Regions from separate parts of the Mus musculus genome. Here region 2 is linked to region 1. The links are chromatin contacts, called in public Hi-C maps. All regions are on one chromosome and are shown on one strand. The core of a region is the stretch at or near the end of the contact, and the rest is flanking DNA. Distances in the headings are between cores, read along the strand shown.

Evidence for each region. A called contact is a pair of places that touch in the nucleus more often than the background predicts.
Region 2: a Hi-C map of group 2 innate lymphoid cells shows a contact between it and region 1, with 2.3 times the contacts expected there. The contact joins two enhancer-like sites. A contact is called at or near these places in 6 of 484 Hi-C or Micro-C datasets (the HPC-7 cell line, cerebral cortex, cortical neurons and 1 more).

What each region holds. Positions count from the first base shown.
Region 1 is chr10:98,633,720-98,640,857 of GRCm38.p6, reverse strand. No RefSeq gene overlaps it. Among named protein-coding and RNA genes, the nearest start is that of Gm34297, 100 kb to the right of the region's middle. Within about 2 kb of position 3,952, at least 6 of the 459 cell types and tissues checked have an H3K27ac peak or open chromatin away from gene starts, as enhancers often do. A contact at or near this core is called in group 2 innate lymphoid cells, where this site is marked.
Region 2 is chr10:99,078,812-99,085,949 of GRCm38.p6, reverse strand. It overlaps the pseudogene Gm51755. Among named protein-coding and RNA genes, the nearest start is that of Poc1b, 25 kb to the left of the region's middle. Within about 2 kb of position 4,244, at least 52 of the 459 cell types and tissues checked have an H3K27ac peak or open chromatin away from gene starts, as enhancers often do. A contact at or near this core is called in group 2 innate lymphoid cells, where this site is marked.

The DNA.
Region 1 (7,138 bases), core at 2,703-5,202:
CATATGCCTATTTTTACTCATAGAAACCATGAGGTGTAAGTATACATTGTTTTAGTGGCTGTTTTGGGTCTCGTGTTGTACATTGAATTGATCTTTCTGCTTTTGTTCTGTCAGCCTTGTAAACTACCTCACTCTCTTTCAAATGTTGACTGAGCATGCCCTGTGTGCTGGGTGTTACAGTAGGCATTGTGACTATGGTGTTGAGCATAGCAGACTGAACAAGCCATGACAATATGCCTGCCCCCATTTGGCTCTCAGGCTCACTGGGGAGATTGACTTGAACAAATGAGTTTACTAGTTACATGAAAATAAAAAAAAAACTGTGTTGGATAGCATAGCAAAGGGTATTGAATTATCTTGGGAAAGGTGAGCTATGACAAAAGCCTTCTTAAGCCATGGTGTGTCAGTGGAATGATTTTAAATTGGTTTGTCATCAACGATGCCAATTAGGAGAGAATTATTTCCTTAGAGGACATCCAGTCTCCTAGATGAATTGTGTCCAGAATTCCCTAGAGCTAACAAAACTAAAGGGAACTTAGGTCTCATATAACATATTTTGGTATTTGAACAAAACCTAAACACATCCCAATACTTTATCCCTAGATCACTTAGACCCAAAATACTATGTTAATGCTATATAAGTAGTTGTTATCCTACATTATTTTGGGGAAAAGTGACAAGAAAAGTATCTCCTTGTATGTGTACATTAACGATATATATATATATATATATATATAATTTCAACCTACATTTGGTTGAATTTACACCTTCAGAAACTGAGTATATGACAATAAATATATCTAAATACTACTAATAATTTGAGAATATCTCTAAAGATACATTTGTTTAGATGGATTCAAAGGCATGTACCATCTTATGATTCTCTAAAGCTTTGCTACATGACATAAAGACCTAGAATTTGTATGTCATTTGATTTGTCTTTCTCTAGCTTACCATCTTGAGTGTTTTGCTCCCTTTGACATATCCTGCCCCATCTGTAGACACCATGTTGTTATTCATTAGAAAAGCGCTGTTATTATTTATCAAATTATAAGTAGTTAGAACTTTGAGGCCAAACATGATTGTTGATTATTTCTGTGCCCTTTCTTATGTGAAGAAACAAAACTCCCAAAGTCACCCAACAGTAGGTGTGAAGGCCACTTCTACCAAAACACAGAGTCAAGTTATATAAGGATGAAACCCACTATGTATTTGTTTTTAGAGTGTCGAATGCAATTGATAATATTGTTTTTCTTCATAATCTAAGGCCTTGGGGGTTCCATCAGAAGGTCAGTGTGGAAGACCACCTGATATTTTTTGGGATGTGAAATTCCTGAGAGAGGTTACAGTAAGACATCCAAAGTCACAATAATGGACGGCACAGGCTATAAACAGCAGATGATGACAAGATGCTAGAGATGAAGGCTACCAAAATAAAAAAAAGATGAGTATGTATTCAACTAGAAGGCAGTGATGTTTTAAAAAATTAATTAACCACTTCTGTGTTTGCCAGGCCCCGGCATAGCCTCACAAGAGACACAGAAGTGGATGCCCACAGTCAGCTATTGGATGGAACACAGGGCCCCCAATGGAGGAGCTAGGGAAAGCACCCAAGGAGCTAAAGGGGTCTGCAACCCTATAGGTGGAACAACAATATTAACTAACCAGTACCCCCCAGAGCTCGTGTTTCTAGCTGCATATGTATCAGAAGATGGCCTAGTCGGTCATCATTGGGAAGAGAGGCCCCTTGGTCTTGCAAACTTTATATGCCTCAGAACGGGGGAATGCCAGGGCCAAGAAGTGGGAATGGGTGGGTAGGGGAGTGGGTGGGGGTGTCTGGGGTACTTTTGGGATAGCATTTGAAATGTAAATGAAGAAAATACCTAATTAAAAAAATAAATTAAAAAAAATAATTAACACTTGCAGTGCTTGCAGCCCTCCCTGCCCCCGTGCCTACCCATTTAACGAGCAGCAGCTGACGTCGGATATCCTTATCAGTTGTTTCTCTACCTTATGCTTTTATTGACCTTGGTGTTCCTTGGTTGGTGAGAAGGGCAGTCAGTGTCTGGCATCCCCTCTCTCCACCCTGTAGGCATTGGGATTATAGGTGCATGCTACTATGTTGGCTTTCTTTACGTGGCTGCTAGACATCTGAATTCAGGTCCTGATGCTCTTACAGCAAGCATTTTGCCCACTGAGCTGTCTCCTCATTCCTTTGAAAGAAAAGAATTTTTTTAAAGTGAGGAAAAAAAATCCAAACAAACCAAGCCAACAACAACAACAACAACAACAACAACAACAACAACAACAACAACAAACCAGAAAGAGGTTGGGAATGTAGTAATTGTTCCGAAGGAACAACACATGACATTCCTTAGAGTCAGATACAGGAAAAGAGTTGCCTTGTTGTCTCCAAGCTAACGGAGTGGCAAGTGTGGAACAGGTGCTGTGGTTGGGCTTTCCTTGGAGTCTGGATTTGAAAGCAAAACACATGTAAAGAGCCAAGAATGCCATCCCCCTATTGCAAATTAAGGTGCCCTCATCTGCGGAAATGCTTGTAAAGTTAATATTTCATAGAGGAGAGGAGAGATGGGAGGAGGGAGGGTCAAATCAGGAAAGCTGTGGGTGTCAGCTCAGGCAATTCTGCTTCTGCCTAGAAGATGTCATCTCTATTGAATGCTATGAGGCACTTGTTCACATAGAACATAGAAGGTTGAAATGCGAACACAATTAGCCTATAACCGCAGGGGGACAATATAAAGCACGGCCGTGTGGCTCGAATACCAAAAACTCCAATTTTCCTTAGTAACCTTCTTAGAACAACTCATGGAGTTTATTTTTGGAACGCCGAGAAAAGTAAGCGAGATGACGGAAGGAAAACGTAGATTAAAAGTCTAGGAAGAGATGGTGTGCAGTGCATTACACGGCCTGGGGACTCTGGAATCCTGCCCAAGGTCAGGAGTATGTTTATTTTGATGGTTACAAATAACAGAAAACATGACTCAAACTGCTAAGGCTCCCCCCACACCCCCCACTCATATGAGTGTTAAGTCAAAACTGTGAAGAGCAAAGGCTGTATCCAGCTACTCAGTCATAGCTGGTTCCTCTTGAATGATCCCCACACTCTGTCAGGTCCCAGTGTCCTTGAGAACATTCATGATAAAATCCGCATCTTTAGAAGGCTGCACCACAAGATGCATTCTTATTGATAACTGGTTTGCCCTGAGTTACCTTCTCCTGTGTTGCTCAAGTAGAATGGTCACAGGAGTACACTTTCCTGATTGGGTACCGTCATCTCAAAATTCAGCCTTTAAAACAAGGGAGGGGCCAATTCTTCTTAAAGTGCAGATTAACTGAGAGAGGAAGTCATCCTCAAACAAACAGGACATTTTTACAGGCAGAAAGAAAATGAGGGTGAGAACTCAAAATCCAAGCCTTTTGCACTGGGATGGGTGATATTTCTCGTTGCCTACGCTTCTTATATTAGGCACAAATAGAATGGAAGCTCTGATCTCTCATTCTCATCTAATACATTTTCCTGTGGGAGAACCAATACACTGATTGTCTAAAGGCAGGGAAGCAGTCTGAGAGGCACCTGGTATGACTTGGCAAGGCTCTGGGCCTCAAATGTGACGGGAGACTTTTAGCTTCCCAAGTCTGTGGTGTGAGATATCTTCTGGCTGGAAACATCCGGCCTTCCTCTGGGGTGAGTGGGCGAACCCAGCAAGAGATTGTCTGTTACAAGCATTTGAATATGTAAGATTTAAGAACTTTATGCCACTTTTTGGAGCTATGAATAACCTAATGGTTGGTAAAAGGAACCATAGGCTATTATTTCTTCCATAAATGATTGAGACAGGACCATAATTAATCAACAGTCATACAAATGCCAGAACCTGGTAAAGTGGTTTAAAGAGGAGGGAAGAAACCCTCCACACCAACCCACAGGTGACCTTCTAAAGAGAAAATGGGGTTTTATGCCATAAATAAACATAATAAGTATAATGAACAGGAAGTGGCTCATTGTTTAAAAAAAAGGATCATCTGATTATCTCCTGATTATATAAATGCCAGAGAGCAATTTTAAGTATTCTAAAGATAACTAGAATAATTTACAAATGCCTTCATGCAAAGGAGCAAGGAAGCAGTGTACACAGTACAAAACCACACTGACCTGGCCAGAGGACCCGCAGAAATTAGCGTGCAGGAAAGAGTACGTGTTCTCTTCTGTCATCGTGTCATTGATCAACGCCAAAAGCCAGAACTTGTAGTTACATTTTGAATTCTGAATACAGAATGATAAAGAACCTGTTTTATTTGGAAACACATGTGATTAAAACAAACAAACAAACAAACAAATCACATCGAAGTATTATGAGTCTTAGGTTCCCCTACCCTCAACTGGATACTCAGATATTTCTGGGATCAAGTTCAGGCCTAGGACCTAAGATCTTGAGACTTTACAAGCCAGTGATTGTGCCTAAGCCTTGACTTATGCTTCTGTAAAATGGGTATAAGTAGCCTATCCCTACTGGACTTGTGTGAATTAGGTCATAAAAGGGGCACAGGACATTGATCATAATTGGTACTCAATGCTGTTCTCTTGAGGAGGGACTGTTAATCCCTTTCTAGCCTCTGTGCCTAAAATTGCTGAGACCGTCAGGCTTCAGGCATCGATGTGATGGATTGCCTAGCTTCTCAGGACTCTCTCAGAGAATAAAACTGTCTGCAATCACAGGTATATTTGACCAGGTTTTATTCACCAGGATTTCGGGATACCCAACACCTAACCTGTCTCCTGCTGGGCACTCAGTGGTCATCTGTTTGCTTCACATGCTGTGATTGGTCCTCCGTGTAACTGGACAGCTGCTCTGGTCTACTATGTAGTGACGCCAGTGCTGCAATTCTGCACTCAGGCTGAGAAGAGGAAACTAACTGTCGTGGTCTGTGTGCTTTCCTTTCCACTGTCCAGTTTGAACAGGCCTGAGTCTCCCCCCATGTCTACTCCCCTTCACCAGTCTCACCCATTTACTTCCATTGTTGATCAACCCACTTTGTAATTCCTTCAGCATCGGATTCCAAATACAGCCGCGATATAACAGAGAGCAAGTGTCTTTCACTACTTCTGGAAAACCTTTCTGTGATGATGGGAAGGAGTTCCTGAATGTCAGCATCGCCCAAACGTTCAAAGCAGAGTGTTTTCCTAGCAAATGATAATACTGTACAATTCTGCATTTCCCTAGTTTTGCCAGTAAAATAAGGAGGCTTTCATTTCTGCGTACCAAAAAACGAGAAAGCACTGTTCGAGTCAGTTTTAGATCTTCTGTGCAATTACACACATCAGGGCCTGAGGGACAGAACAAACATTGACGTTTTTATTTTACAGTGGAGGAGGCTGTAGGTCAGAGAAGCTGGAAAAGTTGCTCAAGGTCACAGGACCCAAGAGCCCAACCTGGGATTCAGATAGAGTGTGACAATGTTCAGCCTGACCACCCCATCCACATCGTAAGCCTTTTGTTATTTTAACACACACACACACACACACACACACACACACACACACACACACACACACGACATCTTGAAGCTCAGGTCAAATGATGCACATTCTTTTATGCCAATATTTCACTGACTTGGTTAAAAGTATTTTTTTTTCTTCAGTGAGGAGATTTAACTGTTTTTTTGTTCTTTGTGTTTTGTTTTGTTTTGTTTTCCAAAGACAGGGTTTCTCTGTGTAGCTCTTGCTGTCCTAGAACTCACTCTGTAGACCAGGCTGGCCCCAAACTCAGAGATCTGCCTTCCTCTCCCTCCCAAGTGCTGGCATTAAAGGAGTGCGCCACCACCACCCAGCTTACTGGTATTTTAGAAGTAAAAAACACTGCTCTATACTTTAGTGAGAAACCAGACAGCCTGATTGTTAGTATCTCCAGCAAGTGGGTGGTATCGTCTTTCTAAGTCTTTGTAAAACAAAGGTGTTTTGAGGTTGATTTGAGGTAGTGCACAGATAGTACTCAGGCTAGGATCTCAAACTCGGTTATTTCTGGAGCCAGGATGCTGGTCTGAGCAGCGTGCAGCCGATGGAGGTATTTTTCAGTGCATGTGATCCTTGGGTTTCAATGCCAAGGAAAAAGGAAACATGTGGATGGAAGACAGGACCACTGATACTGATTCTCTAAGTTTTGAGGTTGGTGCCTAAATTTTCAAGCAGCTTCTGGATTGCAGATGTCTTTAAAACTGGATTTTTTTTGTTGTTGTTGCAGTTGTGAAACTACATATCATTAATGAAAAATGGAAACAAATGTCCGCATTTTATACCAACCCATGGGGACAACTAGATCTACCCATTTCTGGCTTTTCTTAATCTGCCAGCTTATCCACGGAATTGAACTATACAGTAGTCTACACGATGTAATAAAAGCGGTTTCATGCACCTGGGCTTTAAAGATTACAAATGCCGGTAGCTAGAACCTTCTTCTTCTTCTTTTTTTTTTTTTCTTCCACAAGAAACAGAAAAATGTACATATATAGTCCAATTAAAAGTTTCCAAAACTACTTTTGAACAATGATAAATAGGACAAACATTTTTATTTTATATAAGTCTATAGCAAGAAAGGAAAAAGGAAGCTAAAGTGCTCACATCTTTGCTTTGAAATTGTCTATCAGCCACACACATTCCCTTCTCTCTGTCACTCTGTAACACAGAATTGGAGGCAGAGTGAGAGATTAGGCAAACAACAAAGTATTCTTACCACAGAGGAGACTAGTTTTTCCCTATCTGTCTTATTATGGCTTAGCAAGTGATATGATCTCTTGTATATGATGTTAAGACTGCCTTGAGTGGACACATTTTCTGAACATATGAAGGTCACCTCTCTCCCTTGTCATCCTACCTTCTGGCTTGGGAGTTTTCTACTGAATAGGGTTTAAATGGACTCTTACGTTTGGTTTTGACACTATGAGTCATACCATGTGTATACCTCTAGCACAGTGCTCATCCCATTCCCTGTCAATAGTTGTTTCACGTGTGTGCCCCTGCAATTGGATGGTGAACTCTCCCAAAGCTGACACTACTCATGTCTTTCATCCATGCCAATAGCCCAAGCAGGGGTCTTATTTACTACCCTTCACTGGATGCACA
Region 2 (7,138 bases), core at 2,995-5,494, 440 kb before region 1:
AAACAAAACAACAACAACAACAAACGTGTACCAAAGTTTAGGAAGACCTGGTTAGAAGCAGCATTTTAGTGGAAGGCTTTAAATAGAGAGTGAATTGGAGCTAGGTAGAGGGAAAGTAGGTTATGTAGGAATTGAACAAGAGACAGTAGGGCCTGCCTGCTGGAGGCATTCTGGAGAGAATCCTAAGATATACACAGTATGCTTACATTGTGCAAACTTCAGTAATTGGTTTATTGCTCACAGGGTATTGGGGAGGTAGGAGAGAGAAAAGACTTAGGTCAAAGATTTTGCATACAGTATCAGTAGAACCCAACAGGAACCAGAAAATAAAGCATACTCAGACTGGCTAGTGGGAAGAGCATGACCCATGGGCTATTTACAAAGAAGGGCACAGCCAGGACTAAGGGACACAAGGCTGAAGACAGAACTTCCACCGCGAGGCTAGCTAGCCTCATCAGGAAGTCATTTCTGTGTCCAGGGAGCTGACACCAAGGAGCTGGGCATGGTAGAACATGCGGGTTTGCATGGGAGCAGCTGTGGGGTTGGGTAGAGGAGCACTGCCCACCTACCCCTAACAGCCCGGCTTGGAGGAGTTGAGAGAAACAGTATCTCAACGATGCATCTCGGGTGACTTTTACTGGTTAAAATCAAGCTAAGTGGTGGTGGCAAAGGAAGGTCATCAGCCTGGGGTCCAGAACAAAGCAGAAAGAAATGGAAATAGATCTCGAAGGACAAACAGAACACAAGAGGAGGGACCAACCTTTGGAGGGACAAATAAAACCACAGCACAGATCTTGTGAGCGGTAATGTAGCAGAGGTTTTGAGCCCCGCTGTCCTCTAGAGGGCGCTCCCGGACTTCACTCCTTCAGGAGGCGAACCTAGATTGCCATGGGCGCAAGGAAGGAGCTTTTGCCTAGGCAATGGAGTCTGGCGGAAAAGAATAAAGGGATTGGGGTCTGGGATAGAGATCTTCCCCCTTCGCACTTATATTCACCACACCGGGACTGATGTGCAGCAAACAAAGCCAGAACTAAGTATCTGCTGTTTGCTAAGTTCCTGATTTCCGCTAAGTCATTGAAGCAGGTAGAAAATAATTACATTACAGAGATGAAGCGAGCCTGCATTCAAACCGCGCGCGCGCATACGGTTGTGCCCTGTACTATCTCGCTCCCATGCTACTGGGTTAGTCATTCGGGCCAAAGATTTCCCTGTCTTCAAGGGCTTAATAAAGTCAGGGCTGTGTCTGTAGAAAATAGAAAATACATCTAACAAGAACAAAAAATGTACAAAGAGCCAAGAGAAGAGTACCCGGCAGATTGTTCATGTTGCAGGGGTGTGTGCTGTATTTCTTCTGACACATGGCCAGTCTTTGGCACTCTTACAGCAGGAGACAGAGCACGCAAATCTGGGGCTTATTCAAGCCCAAGGGAACCCGGAAGGCTAGCCACAAATATGTCAGCAATGGCCAAGGCTGTAGGAGCAAGAGAGGTTCTGGAAGGTTCACTTGGTCCAATTCAGTTTCTGACTTTGAGACCAAAGTTCTAATTCAAGAGTGTCAGAGAGTCTCTCACTGGGTGTTCTAACGGATGGATTGATAGTGGGTACCTGACCCATATGCTAAAAGAGACTCTCGGATTGCAAGGATGGACTTAAAGAATGCTGCGACAAATGACATCAGCCATTGACTGTGGATGAATAGGGGAGGAATCTGGTGCCAGACCAGCATTCTTTTACTTAAAATAGTCCCTCCACTGCAATAGCAGGGCAGGACTACAAGGTCCTGATAATAGCTACGGATTAAGGTAGCAGTTCCAGTTTGTTCCAGTTTTAGCACTGATCGACTGCGTCCTAGAAAATCCCTTAACTTTGGTGCCCATGAGCCAATGTCATAAGATTTTTCTCACTGATAATGGAAAAAAAAAAAGAAGTCCAATCAATAATGATCATTGTTTTTGCCTTGGACGGTTTCAGGATGTGAACATGCGTTTTATTCTGGCCTGTTCAGACTTCTCCGTATTCCCACAGTAACTGACCTCTACCCTCCTCTCGGCAGCTTTACCTGCTGACCTATGAAGTATTGGAAAGGAGCCCTCAAAGTGCCTAGCTGAAGAGCATTCCACACAGGGACAACTTACACAGCTGTGGGCACTGTTAGCACAGAAGTGACACGTGCCGAGGTATCGCTTAGGCCTAAGTCCTGACCTCTGGGGTGCCATGCTAGCTGTAACACTGCCTGCCCCATGGCAAGGCAAAGATGACAGAAGAGGAGGGCATCAGAATACCCAGCCTTGCTCTCCTCTGCTCTCTGGCCCCGTGCCAGGGTCTCCTGGCAGAGAATGAGCAAAAGCAAGTGCAACAGCGGCCCTAGTGGAGGTCAGCGTCCCAGGCCACAGAGCTCGACAGGACAATGCAGAGAACATGGCTAAGAATAACGATTTCAGGCTAAGCTGTCGTTCCTCAGCCGCCATTCTGGTCCCTCTTTTAGCTCCAGAAACACAGGTCCTAAATACAAGGCAAATGGCTTCATCATCTCCCAACCCTGATGGGGATGGAGGCCAATCAGATTCGTTTTTGGAACCTGAACTGCACTATCAGTCGTTAGCAGGGCATAAGGCAGCAAGAGAGGGAAGGAAACAGCGAAAATAAAATAACCCACCAAAGGCCCACATCTGGGCAGGTCTAATCCAATAGTCATGGATTCCTGACCCTGGCCCTCCATCCCCAGGAATCTCCATTGGTTCTGCAGTTGCCTGTTCACTGTGTGTATTGGGCTCCCAGTATAATGAGTTTAAATAGTGCTGCTCTTATTTTGTAGCAACACTTCCCATTTCTCCTTAAGAAAAGGCAAACACATTGGCATACTCAGACACACCATCGTTTGCCCTTGATCAAGGGGATGAACAGCCTCGTGTTTGCTGGTGGAGACTCTCCACATTATACAAGGACTTCAGACCACAAGGTGAGTGTTCCAAGAAGGAAACAACGCTCTCCAAGTGAAATATTAAGGGTAATGGTGAGAGGAATTGCTCCCATCCATACTCATGTCTGGGTTTCCAGAGTCTATATTGGCTGTTGATCTGACCACTTCAGAAGACAGGCTGTCTTCATCAGGGTTTCTATTTCTGCACAAAACATCATGACCAAGAAGCAAGTTGGGGAGGAAAGGGTTTATTCAGCTTACACTTCCCACATTGCTGTTGATCACCAAAGGAAGTCAAGACTGGAACTCAAGCAGGTCAGGAAGCAGGAGCTTCAGACTGCTGTAACAAAATGCCACAAGCTACATGGCTTATGGGTGCAGAAACATACTTTTCACAGTTCAAGAAGGCAAGAGATTCTGAGCTTAATGAGATTCTATATTCCCTGGCTCACAGATAATACAGCTGGTCACCTTGAGTGTTGGGAGGCTCTCTGTTGTCATACCACTAATTCTGTGAGGGCAATGCCTCCCTGAACTAATCATATTCCGAGAGTTCCACCTCTAATGCCGCCATGCTGGTGATTAAGTTTCAGCCTAAGAGTCTTGAGTCTAGGGCTAAAGAGATGGCTCAGTGGTTAAGAGCATTGGCTGCTCTTCCAGAGGTCCTGAGTTCAATTCCCAGAAACCACTTGGTGGCTCACAACCACCTATAAGGGAATCTGATGACCTCTTCTGGCCTGTAGATATATATGCAGCAGAACACTCATACATTAAATAAATAAAATTTAAGAGAGAGAGAGAGAGAGAGAGAGAGAGAGAGAGAGAGAGAGAGAGAGAGAGTCAGAGTCTTGAGTCTACAACCGTTCAGAATATGGAAGCTGGGAGAGAGACTCACTGACAGCAAGTCAAGAGACCATCATAGCTGCCACCTTCTTTAGCCTTCTGTATACATGTCCTCTGGGAGACCAGTAGGAGCTTCAAACAGCCTTTTAGAAGGTTATCCCCTTGCTTTTAGATGATCTTGATAGCAATCTTCCAAGCCTTGGATAAACCGACCAACTCACTAGCCACGCTCTGTAAATGTCCCTATCTCAGGAAACCACAAATTATCTCCTATGTGACTAACCATAACCCTTGTTCATGATAAGGGTTCCTTCTGACTTTCAGGACCAACCCAGAAAGATAGCTTCTGAAATCCGGCAGTGCCCCCTTCTTCCTCATTAAGTGGTCATGGGAAATTCCCCATGACATCAGAGTCATAATTGGAGGGAAAGTTGGGAAGCGGCAAGAAGCCTGAGTCATCTGCTTATGCAAAGAAGTGCCGAAAATAGAGCGGGAGAGGTGAGGAGAGGCGGAGCAACAGCTCGCCCACACATGCGCAGTTCCTTACCCTTAAGTTAGTGTGAAATGATTCCTTAGCGAGCATGCAGTTCCTTACCCTTAAGTTAAAGTGAAATGATTTCTTAGCGAGCCTCCTTTTCACTGTGAGAAAAATCCTCATGAACACAAAAGCTTCAACTTTTTAAAAAAAGATGCTAACAAGGCAATGAGAGATTATCTTAGCATATCTTGACACATTTAAGATAAATATCTTACAGTCTTTATTAAATAAACCAGAAGTCGAGAAGTAGACATATCTAAGATCTGTGTCTAACTGATTTTTCCTAAGAAGTCTTTAATATTTGTGTGTGTGCTCGCGTGCTCATGATCGCTCACACGTTTTCTCCCTGAGAAGTCATAGGAGTGGCTTTATTTTGTGAAATTACAAGTTTTATGCTTACGATATGTATGATTTTGTATATAAGTATTCCATATGACCCAATGAAATGTATTCTCTGTATATGATGACCTTTCTTTAAATATTTCCATAAAACAGAAACTAGATGAGAAAATTTCATGGCATACTGCACAAGGTACTGCATTCTTGCAGCTGAATCACCCAGTCTACCAGAGCTATTTGCTGACTGCTTAGAACACAAGGACTTGCCTTAAATACCACCTACCTATACAGCAGGGAGAGTGAGATATAAAAGCAATAATCCATTCACTAACCAATTATTCACATGGCTAGAGGAGATGACTTGGTCATTAACAGCACTGTCTGCTCTTCCAAAGGTCCTGAGTTCAATTCCCAGCACTCACATGGTGGCTCATAGCTAACTGTCCTGGGATCTGATGCGCTCTTCAGGCATGCAGGAGCACACAGACACACACAAACACACACACAGATAAATAAATGGATCTTTAAAAAACCAAAAATGTATTCACTAAACACCTACGATATGTTAGACAACCATCTAGACAGTTGAGATTCCATGAGTGAGCAATAAGAGACAGAACCCCTCGTCATGTGGAGCTGATTCCTTGTGAAAGGAGACTGTCAATTAACAGCAACCAACAAGCACATTACAAAGTACATTAGAAGGGAATAATAGCTAGTCAGGAAAATAAAGCAGGTAAAAGAGATACAGGGGGCTCTGGGGAGACGGTTGTAGTTTTAAGATGTCTGGCAGCAGTCACCTAGAAAGTGGTCCTTAGGCAAAGCTCTGATAGAGAGGAAATGAACCGTGGCATGGCCGGAGAAGAACAAATGTGGAGGCAGGGGACCAAGGTTCAGGCAAATGGGTTAGTATGGTTAGGGTAAGTCAGCAAGGGGCGTGGAATCGATATGATGTCAGATGCCCAATAAAGGAGAAGACAATTGTAGGCTGTTGTAACAATTCAGTTTTTTATTTTCAGCTCATGTGTCTGAACACTTGATCTCCAGCTGATGGTACTATTTCAGAAGGCGATGGATCCTTTAGGGGGTGGAGCTTTGCTGCAGGAAGTGGGTCACTAGTGTGGGACACTGAGGTTGTATAGTACGGTATCACTTCCTGCCTTCTCTCTGCTTCCTGACTCGATGTGATCAGCTGCCTCCCGTTTCTGCTGCCATCCCTGCCATGCTGTGATGGAATGAATTTCTTCTTAAACTGCAAACCAGAATAAGTCCTCCTTCCTGTAAGTGGATTTGTGTCAGGTATTGACAAAAAGTAATGAGAAAAGCTGCTAATAAAGTCATCAAGGCAGGAATCTGAGAAAAGGAGTGGTATGAAATGATGTAACCATTGAAGTATACACTAGCCATTGAAGGATGCACTATCCATTGAAGAATGCACTTATCCATTGAAGGATATACATATCCATTGAAGGATACACATATCCATTGAAGGATACACATATCCATTGAAGGATACACTATCCATTGTAGGATGCACTATCCATTGAAGGATGCACTTATCCATTGAAGGATACACATATCCATTGAAGGATACACATATCCATTGTAGGATACACTATCCATTGAAGGATACACATATCCACTGAAGGATGCACTTATCCATTGTAGGATGTACTATCCATTGAAGGATGCACTTATCCATTGAAGGATGCTTGTGTCCATTGAAGGATACATGATCCAAGGAGGGAAAATTTTTAAACAGACCCCCAGAGGAGCAAGACAGTCTGGACAAGAGGCTGATTTTTATTATTTTTCAAGATTTAAAATTTTGATTTTATGTTTATGAATACTTTGCCTGCATGTATGTATGTGCCCATGGTGGCCAGAAAAGGGCATCAGATACCTTAGCACTGGAGTTACAGATGGTTATGATCCGTCTTGTGGGCGCTGAGAATTTCATCCACTTCCTTTGCAAAAGCAGCAAATACTCTTAACTAATGAGCCATCTCTCCAACCCCAAGGACGCTGTTTTAATAATCTGTATTAAAAAAGTGGTGACTTAGACCTGAATGGTGCGAGGGAATGTGCCAAGAATAGACTGAGGAAATTTAAGATTGAGCCAATGATATTTGTTGAAAGATTGTCTATTAGATATCACAGTGCAAGTTCTATTGCTGCGAAGAGACACCATGGCAACTCTTATAAAGGAAAGCATTTAATTGGGGCTGGTTTACAGTTCAGAGGTTTAGTCTATTATCATCATGGTAGGAAGCATGGTGGTGTGCAGGCAGACATGGTGCTGGAGAAGTTGCTCTGAGTTCTATATCAAGATCTGCAGGAAGGAGAGAGACAGAGAGGGGGGAGGGAGGGGAAGAGAAGGAGGGGAGGAGGAGATGGAGAGAGAGACTGAACCCGGCTTGGGCTTCTGAAACCTCAAAGCCATCCTCCAGTGACACACTTCCTCCAACAGGTTCATATCTACAGCAACAAGGCCACAC